Linked DNA regions of Sus scrofa: region 1 is linked to region 2. Evidence: chromatin contacts called from public HiChIP or PLAC-seq data. All regions are on one chromosome and are shown on one strand. The core of a region is the stretch at or near the end of the contact, and the rest is flanking DNA. Distances in the headings are between cores, read along the strand shown.

Region 1 (5,019 bases), core at 2,488-4,987, 700 kb after region 2:
AAATATGAAAATCAAAATAGGTAAAAATAGACACACTTAGCAATAGATATCAACTTTATATAAAATTCTTCTTTTTTAAGAATTAACTTCAGAGACATTTTAATTTGCTTCTTCCTTATTAGAAAAAATTAATAAAACTGTTATTCACCTATGATATTTTATAGCATAAAATTGAGTATACCACTGACATGTCTGTAATTCTAGTAATGAAAGGAAACTGTATGTTTGAAATATTTGGTCATTCCATTTATATTTATCGGCATGTATTAAAAACATTATGACAACAGATTCATTGATTTAACTTTAATGTTTGAACATATTTACGTTTTAAGACAAGCTTATTAAACAATGTATAATTTAAAAATCTTACTGAATGCTTTATATATTCAGATATTGTTATATATTTTATTTACTTTTTGTTTTTCATATTTCACATTTGCATAATTCCCTAATATTTGTTCTTAGCTGTATCTCGCTTGGAGTATTTGCAACAGTTGCTTCTCAGTTTAAATGAAATTTCGTTAAATCATGATTAAAACACATACAGTAGAACCTCTCTATTAGAAACAGTTGTGTTGGGTAAAAGACAATATCCTGTTTATTTTAAAAGTTACTCTGTTTCAGTGTATATAATTTGATCTGAAATATCCAGATCTGTGCAAATTTTTATTATAATTTATAATACTATAAAAATTATATATTTGGTCATCCAAATGACATTGTTTTTAGTATGTATAAACATGTATTCCAAGCTCAGTAATAGTTGCTACAGCTAAGTATAACCAATAGAAATAGTTTTAAGTTCTTTCCACCTTCATCAGTATTATCCAATCAGAAATGCCTGGTAAAATTTCTTGAAATGAATAAAACCGTTCATAAGAAACAACACTATATGACAGGTAAAATTCATGAAGTGGTTAAATTTGTGGAATGGTGAAAACAAGAGAACAAAAGTGACAGTAGCAATCAAATCAATTCAAATAATAGTGATTTTTACACTATTAAGACTCTTACTCTAATACAATCGTTACATTAAATCCCATTACATTTTTTTCTAAGTACTCTCATAGCAATTCTGACAGATATATTTTAATTTCAGAAGATAGAATTTCTTACAAGCCTTGTAAAAGTTTCAAAGAATAAAATCTTTAAGGTGCTTTTTTTGGTCTAAATTTTAGTATACAAAGACAAATAACCTTCATGTAGCTAACATCTATATTGTAATGTGTTTCATTTGATCATCAATAGTGTGTAAGGTATATAGAGCAAAGAGGAGTATTGTCCCTGTTTTGACAAATGTATAAATTAAGACTCAGATTTTTAAGGGACTAGCCCGAAACAAGTTAGGTAATAAATAGTGACGTCTTTAAGCTTGGTAAGACGTCTTTAAGCTCAGTATTATACCATTACTGCCTCCAGATGGCAAGCAAAATAGTAATCCAACAGTGAACTGTGCTTTAGAAAGTTTTAGAGTAAATGTTATTAAAATTCAGACAAAGATATGTACATTTTGTTGAATAATGCAACTTACTGTTTACTTATTTTGCTTTAATACACTTGCTATATAGTTTAATACACTTGCTATGCAAATTGGCATTTAGTTTGATTAAAGACAAGTTACTAAAAATTGATTAGCATGTTAAGTAAATGGTTCACTACCATTAAATTCTCTTTAGGGGTTAGTTCATTAAGTTCTCTGTAGATTAATCCAGTTATGTAAAAACTAAGGATGAAATGAGTGAGATAATCTCAGTCTAGAAAAGCAGTGTCTCATACAAATCATTTATTTAGCTAACCAACCAGTATAAATATTATATACACAGTGCTGTATTTTTATGCCTATAAATGAATCCTCATATATTAGTCTTAGTTGTCTTACTTGTTTAGTCTTTTCAAAAGAGAAAACTTTTCTAGCCTTTAAAAAGGGAAGGAAATTCGGTTCCACTGCTTGGACACCAATGATTTGCATTTCCCAAGGAAAATTGAATTAGGTTTTATTAGTAAATTGGGCCTGTAACTTTTAAGGCCACATTTTTATTAGATTATCACACATCAGCATTAGCAAATTGTAAACTTTACTGAAATATAGAAATACAAGCCAAAAATCAAGGCTTAGAATCCTGGAAACCTAGGAAGATGTTTTGTCCCAAAGAAAGTAATGATACTGCTGCTTTGAAAAAATATTTTAAGTGATTTACTTCCCTTTGGAAATTTAGAAGTAAGAAAACTTGGAGACAGAACTGCTTTCACTAAATTTGTGTTAATTTTCAATCTAGTGATCTGAGCTAAATTTTTGTAGGTATGCATAATAGCTGTATGTAAAATCCGAAGATGCTCCCAAAGGAAAGCAAATTTATTATCACTTTATTAAGACTTTCAGTTAGAAGAAATTCAGCATAACTGAGTCTATAAATTTAAAAAGTAACCTGAATATGACTAGATGCTATAAAAATGTTAAAACATCAATTACTATATAGCTTTGTACTAGAAGAAATGACATGGGAATTAATCCAGTCATGACTTAATTATATCACCACCATTTAAGAACGATTATCTAATGTTAAAGTTCATACATTTTTATACTATTAATTACATTTTTATTGGTTGTACAGATATATAAAAATTGGTTATAAATTTTAAAAGAAAGCAGAAAGTCCTTAAACAAGGATTACTGCTTTTATGACATTTGACCTTATTTTCAAAAAATTGTGAGTTTTTCAAGGGAATAGGATGCAGATTACCATTATAAAGCCATGCTTATTCATAGTCTAAGGAGAATAAAATATTATAATTTGTTAATAATAATTTATAATAATATAATTTGTTATATAATAAAATATTATAATTTGGTTGATAAGTTCTACTACCCCCTCAAAAAAATAAGGGAGAGAGGAAAACAGAGTGTGTCTGAATTCCGTGATACTGAGTTTACCCCTAAATTCAGAGATGTGTTGATTTATTCTAGCCCATCTGTATTTTGATTGATTTACTAACATGATTTAAGTATTTATGAATGATTGTTTAAAAGTTGTTTATTAGAAATGTTAAACAAATGTTTTTCCTTAACCATTTTTTAAAAAACAGATGAAACCTAGAGCCTAATAGATTTTTAAATGTAATGCTAGTTAATTCCCATATTTTCCATATTGCCCATAGTCCTTCCAGATGTACTATTACAGATAGCTCACCCCTCAGATATGAGCCATATGGGCTCTATGAACTTATTTGCACTTATTTTGAATAGAAATTGTACAGATTACAGATGAATTATTAAAGTAAATATATATATTGCCAAATAAATCTGTGAGCAAAATATTAAACTATAGGAAATGAAAAAAGAATGTGCGAATGAAGACCTGTCTGCTTTGATAACTTTAGTGGTTACCTTCTCAGTTTCAAACAAAAGAGAAGAGTTTCGTTTTTGTTGTTGTTATTGCGCTTTTTTAAAAAAACTGCTTACAGAAGTATCTAAGACAAAAACAAGGAAATATAATGTTCTAAACTCAGCCGGTCCAAACCACTTGAGCTGCTATGACAGCTCATAAAACTGAGAGTAGTTTTTAACTGGGCTCTGTTTTACATTGCCAAAGTGAATTTTCCTTGCAGGAAGTAGCCAGAGGGTTTATTTAGTTTCCAGTCCAAGGCTTTGATCTTTCTGTACTGTCACATCTCGGGTTACATGGCCCTTTTTCACTGCAGTAAATCTGCAACCGTTAATGAGAATAAAATTTCCTCCTCCTTACTGATCACATGCTGTTAAATGCCAAAGCACAGCCAACTGCAGATTTGCAGATTTCAGCTACAGTGTATGAAAACAGTGCAATCAGTTTAATCTTGTTGTCTTTGTAATTTATTTTATTGGACTTTCTTCCTTTTTAAGTGACCTGTTTTATCAAATAAGAGGTTTCAAAGCCAAACCTGGGAGAAAGATTTAGAATGTTAATAAGCTGAGAGGAGAAAGGTTTACATGTGTTGGGGAGGCAGAGTGAGGGAGGGAAAGGGTGCACAGGCATGTATACTACCATTAACATTCAAATTGGGTCTACTTTAATGCTTATGAAAGACCAGACCTTTCTTTCTCCTCAAATAAAGTAAGCTGGTTTATTATTTCTTTGATTATGTTGTAAGTTCAATTTCAACATAAATTAGCACTTAATGAGTTTATATAATGTCAGAACATTATTATCACTTTTGATTTCAAAAAAGATTTCATGTATATAAAGAAATTTAAAGAATTTGGGGAAAAAAGCCTTGTTTGCTACACTATAAGAGTTATTCTCATATCATTCTAAGTATTCCACTGAACAGTCTTACCAAATGAGTCCTTACACATATTGGAAATATTATAAATATCTGTTGAATAAATAAATGGAAATTCAGAATCACAGTTAAGCAAACTGAATTTTATATATTATTAAATGTACACATCTTCACCCTGAAATAAATAAAATCTCAATTATTTTTGCTACAATGAAACCTCTTAGTTGAACCATTAATTGATTCAGTTAGTGTACATTGTTAAATTTATTTTTCACTTATACCTTTTATCTTTAAACTGTCTTATCAAGTTGTGATTGACAACTGGAGCTTATCTCTGTCAAGAAATTCACTTTCTAGAATGCCATTTTAGATGATATCCATGAATAAGTATATTTTATTATGAAATATTGTAAAATATATTTTTAAAATCTGCTTCTAGTTTCTCACCATTGAAATCAGTTAATGTTTTATTAGCCATCTGTTTTCACAGATTAAATTATTTCTATTCTCATGAAAGTCAAAATGTTGGGATAAATCAACAGTGTATAATACTCATTGATTTAAATAACTATCATAAAAACAATAAGTAAAAATGTATTGAAACTCAGAATAATATTCTAAATTTGGAGAGGTAAAGTCAGATCTTCTGATAAAACAGAGGACCAAACCTTCCCATCGTGGCTCAGTAGTTAACAAATCTGAATCCGACTAGGAATCATGAGGTGGCGGGTTCCATCCCTGGCCTTGCTCAGTGGGTTA
Region 2 (5,403 bases), core at 1,659-4,158:
CAATGCAATTAATGCACTTTGGTTCTTTAATCCAACTTCAGGTAGAGTCAGTTGTTTTTAAGCCTAAGCCATACTGATTGGGATAGATGCTTGACAGTTTATCAATTCACCAATATTCTCTGAATTCTACAAATTGTGACTTTCCCACTTAAAATGTATCACTTATTGACTAGAGCTCATTCAATTGTTTGCAACACTCTCCACTGTGACATTATTCCTTGGCAGAAGCTCTCACATTACTTGATGCTATATAATCACTAACTTAAAAATTTCAGTCAGAGATGACACACAAGGATTTGGGCTCTGTAGCAGCAACTGTAGTCATTAGCTTAGAAATTTGTTTCTCTTGGAATTCATCTACTTCTAAATATTCTGACCAAAGACTTAACAGTAAAGAAAAAATATTCTCTGTGGTCTTCTTTGCTTACCGTCAGATAAATGTTCACTTAAAAAGTGTAAGCTAAATAATAGCTACCAGGCCAACAGTGGAATGCAATCTAAACAATCAAGGAAAATAAAATCTGAGTATGACGAGCTTGTTATTTGAAACTGTGAGAACCTAGATTATGCCAAATGTAAGATTCTTACTAACCCTTACCACATATCTGACATCAGAATAAGTCACTCAGAAAGAGTCTAGCCAACACTAGGCTTTCTCTAAACATTTCCTCTAAGCATTCTTTAGTGGAAGTTTAAATTTCACATCTTCAGGCTAAAATGAAATTCCTTAAATCTTTCCTTGCATGACTTGTTTTGAAACACAAGAAGCTCTCTCCTGATTGACCAAAATAATTATGCTTGTGTGAAGTTTCCAAGATTTAAATTGGGAATAAATCTTAGCAGAATAAAATGTCTGGCACTGATCTTTGCTGAGTATAAAGAAGCGGGGGTGGGAATGTACTCTTAGGAGAATTTATAAGGAATTTAATAATTTGGACATGGACTGCACCATCAGCTCCTAAATGCCTCCATCATCACTAAATTAAAATCACTAAACCTTGAGCAGTGCCTGAGAATTCCGGAACCCCTAGCTAGCAGGGACATTTAACTGCCTTCCTATTTTGAAAGCTTTTTTCCATTCCCAGATATTCCACATATTTTCTTTAGGTTTTTGTTTTCTTATGGTTCCATTTTAAAGAAAAATAACTTTTCAATATATCTGGCTTTTGTTTTGCTTCATGATGTAAGGTGAGAATCTAATTTTTTTTCTAGTCAATTTCAACTAATTGAGTATTTTTACTTTATAGGTACAGAGGTTAAAAAAATCAATAGTTGGATAATCAGTTTTCTAAGTGACCTACTTAACTTGTGTGGATCAAAGACCTCACTAATAAAATAATCTACAAAATTACCTACTGGCACAAGGGTGGTTAAAGAAATAGTCATTTAAGGCCCACATAAAGGGGCTTTTCATTACTGTGAAAGAGGTGTTTTGTTTTGTTTTGTCTTTTTAGGGCCACACCCGCAGCATACGGAGGTTCCCAAGCTAGAGGTCAAATCGGAGCTGCAGCCACTGGCCTATGGCCACAGCCACAGCAAAGCCAGATCTGAGCTGTGTCTGTAACCTACACCACAGCTCACAGCAATGCTGAATCCTTAACCCACTGAGCGAGGCCAGGGATCGAACCTCACGGATACTAGCCAGATTCATTTCCACTGAGCCATGACAGGAACTCCTGAAGGAGTTTTAAAAATAGACAAACTCTCCTCCTTCTCGTCTCTTCATTAAGTAAATGTACTTCTTGCCCCCACTCTTATATCCACAACACAAAACTTTCCACCTTCTGCTTTCCTAGCTTAAAACTCTCCTCAGTCCTCCATTTTTATGCCCCAAAGCTTTGTTTCTTGTTAAAATTCTCCAAGGAGGATACTTATGTCATGTTGTTCTAAGCCTATTGTAATGGAAAGAAAAGAGATGACTTTGACTTTGGATAAAACTGGATTCAGACCTTGGCTTGATTACTCAGTCATTGCTGGCTTTGAATAAATTACTTGGCCACTCTGATCTCACTTTCCTTATCTGTCCACTGGGGATCTGAGACATAAGAAGATTAACACTAATGTAAATGCACTGCTCTAGAACTGAAAGCCACAATTATTTTTTGTTGCGTGACTTTGCTTGAAGCGTAGACTGCAAATTCCTGAGATAGGTTGATAACAAAATTGGAGAATAAACACATATTACTCAGAGATCCTGGGCTTGGAGATGGATGCAGTAGGGTTTTTTTAAATCTTTGGAGAGATGAATGTATTTTCACGGTAGAATATTTACATTATGTTAGGCCAAAACATTATTGAAAGTTTATAAGAATAAAAATATTTGGCTAACCAAAGTATGGAGTACATGTGAACTTATTGTTTTCTCCATATAACAACTAATCTCAATCCTTTACCCAGCAATACTCTTCCACAGTTTGATGGAAACCTGGATAAAGATGCTTTGTACTCCTCTAGCTGGAAGATATACAAAGAATCTAAATTAGACTATTTGGATCTAAACTTTCCAAAATTTGAGATTTGAGCACATTGACAAAGGCTGAAAACTGCATATTATGCATCAAGGGCTCAGGATGCTAGAAGAACCACATGTCCATTCCTGTCATGTGGATATTTGGAGCTACCCCAGTTTATGCTTTTCCTAAGCCTGATTCTGCAGTTTTCCCGTTGATTTATGGACTGTCCCATATTCTCCCAATAAGTTCAAGTTAGGCAGAGTCAGATTCTGTAACTTGTAACAATGAATCTTAGCAAGTAAAATTCTTACTTGATAGAAGTGGAAATTGAAGCTTCAGAAGCTAAGTGACTTGCACAAGTTTTTCACAACTAATATGTGGCAGTACCAAGATATGAACCCAGACAGTTTAATTTTAGGACTAGCCTCTTTCTGCTGTGGGTTCATGCCACACATGCCATTTTTGATCTCCTGAAATCACTGGGCTGTAAGAAGATCCCCTATCCTTCAAGAATGTACTGGTGCCAGGGTTAGAAAAACAACATGAAATAGCAAGGAAACAAATGACACTACTTAGAAAATTCTTTTTTTTGTGTCTGGTTTCAGTACATATTTGTCATATCTACACAATTTCCCATGCCCTTTGCATCTGAGCATTTTAGGTTTGATTTTTAGCTACAGCAGGTTCTTTCCTCTTGGTTTAAGGTCTGTTTCTGAAGCCTAAAGTAAAAAATCATAGCCCAGGCAAACTTATCAGTAGCTGCATCTGTTAACTGCACTTTCACACCTTGTCAGTGAAAAAAAGACTACTTGCTATCTGAACCAATTCCTGCACATTTCCATCTAAGCTAGTTCCTTTCTTTATTAGCTAATCCTTTCATTCAATAATTACTGGATACCTGCTCTAGCTAGCCGTCTTGCTTATTATCTAATTGCCATCTGCTTTCTTAAGGGTACTCCTCTTTTCTTTACCTCCCTTTATCTTGGGGTGCTTTTCTAAAGTTCAAGTTCCTCCTACCTTTAAAACCAAAACAAACCCTCAACTTAATATTCTCCAGGTAGTGACCTTTATTTTTCTTCCCCTTCACAACCTTTTTCAACATTAGGATTCTTACCATTCTTGAAATTGATTCTTGTGTATGGTTTGAAGTATTTTCATTTTTCCCTTAAAATAAATTATAGCTATCCCACCTTCATTTATTAGACTGTTTTCTCATTTAGTTTGTCATGCCTCTTCTATCATATATTACAATTCCATATTTGTATACCCTAATTTGTGAGCTATTTAATTTGATCAGTTAATTAGTCCATCTCTATACCATATCTTTTAACTTTAAAATAGTTTTCTAATCTTTTTTTTTTTAGTGATTTTTGTAACTTTCTTTATATATTTTTTGTTTGTTTGTTTGTTTTTTGTCTTTTTGCTATTTCTTGGGCTGCTGCCTCGGCATATAGATGTTCCCAGGCTAGGGGTCGAATCGGAGCTGTAGCTGCTGGCCTACACCAGAGCCACAGCAACGCCGGATTGTTAACCCACTTAGCAAGGGCAGGGACCGAACCCGCAACCTCATGGTTCCTAGTCGGATTCCAGTTTTCTAATCTTAATATTTAAAACCAAAGGGATTTTCTCCCTTTCTAGAAATGAATTGGCTATTCTTTGCCCTTTGGTGCTTTACCTAAAATTTAGAAATAACCTGCCAAAAAACAATCCTGTTGAGGTTAATTTATTCTTTGAGAATACAGAGCTTATTTATCTAGACTTATAATTGTTAAACACATGTTATTTCATCAAAAATATTCTAGTGAAATTTTCACTATTCATCACTAATTCCTTAGGGCAACTTTCTAAGTAAAGGTTTTTTTTTGTTTGTTTTTGTTTTTGTTTTTACTGAGAAAGAGCACACTTTATTGGGAAGAGAGCACGCGACCAACGGGAAAGCAAGCTGCCAGGCACAAGGTACAGGGGAGGTTGGCTAGTAAAGATAACTGGGCATTGACTTCGGCCGGGCAGCTTCCCCACCTCCCCCTCTGGGGCTCAGGACACTCCCACCATTTCCTGGAAGGCAGCTGTGTTCCACTACAGATAGAGCCCTTCAGGGGTGCCTTCTTGTTTTTTATAAAGAACATTTTCTTTAGATTTTTTAAAGTCTTCATCTGTTACTTTCATCCTCCGTTCTCTCAAGGCCATCAGACCGGCTTCTGTACAGATTGCCTTGATGTCGGCACCAGAGAGGTCATCTTTAGACATAATCAAGTCATCCAGGGTGACGTCGTCGTCCAGTGTCATCCTGCTCGTGTGTATCTGAAAGATGCGGTTCTTCATCTTCTCCTCGGGCAGGGGAAACTCCATCTTCCTGTCAATGAGGCCTTGTCTGATAAGCGCTAGGTCCAAAGTAATAGACTGTTTAGTAGAATATGTTCTCTCTTTCACTAATTCTGTGTTATGAAAATTTTTAAATGTACAGAACAGGTTGAAAGAATGGTAAAATACATCTCATGTATCAAACGTCTATATGGAACAACTGTGAACATTTTATTTCAAAGTAAGGTGCAAGCATTTTGACTCTTAAAAATTGATACCCTTACATCTCTTAAAAATAAAGAAAATTCCTTTATAATCATATTATTAATCCCTAGATAAAATTAATCATAAACCCCTAATATAACATAAAACCAATTCATACTTAAATATTCCCCATTTTTCCACAAAAAAAAATCTCAATTACCTTTTTTTTTTAATGAACAAAAATCCAATTGAAGTTTAGCCATCCTATTTGGCAGTATGTCTTTTTAGTCTCTCTTAATTGAGAACAGTCCAAATACCTTTTTTTTCTTTTTAATAACATTGAATTTTGAAGAGACTGGGCCAGTTGTCTTGTAAAAAACTTCTACAATCTGAATTTTCCTGACTGATTATTTCCATCTGGTTGTCAGTTATCTTGCTTCTTTTA

Evidence for each region. HiChIP or PLAC-seq counts read pairs in DNA pulled down with a chosen protein or histone mark.
Region 1: an H3K27ac HiChIP or PLAC-seq map of skeletal muscle shows a contact between it and region 2, with 9 times the contacts expected there. The contact joins two enhancer-like sites. A contact is called at or near these places in 2 of 47 Hi-C or Micro-C datasets (embryonic fibroblasts and epiblast stem cells) and 1 of 2 datasets of contacts at active chromatin or transcription factors (skeletal muscle).

Annotation. Positions count from the first base shown.
Region 1 is chr4:81,080,699-81,085,717 of Sscrofa11.1, forward strand. All of the region lies in intron 19 of KIFAP3 (kinesin-associated protein 3), which reads left to right. Among named protein-coding and RNA genes, the nearest start is that of SCYL3, 51 kb to the right of the region's middle. Within about 2 kb of position 3,738, at least 3 of the 83 cell types and tissues checked have an H3K27ac peak or open chromatin away from gene starts, as enhancers often do. A contact at or near this core is called in skeletal muscle, where this site is marked.
Region 2 is chr4:80,376,818-80,382,220 of Sscrofa11.1, forward strand. The region is part of intron 2 of LOC106510093 (a long non-coding RNA gene); the gene reads left to right. Among named protein-coding and RNA genes, the nearest start is that of PRRX1, 120 kb to the right of the region's middle. Within about 2 kb of position 2,909, at least 2 of the 83 cell types and tissues checked have an H3K27ac peak or open chromatin away from gene starts, as enhancers often do. A contact at or near this core is called in skeletal muscle, where this site is marked.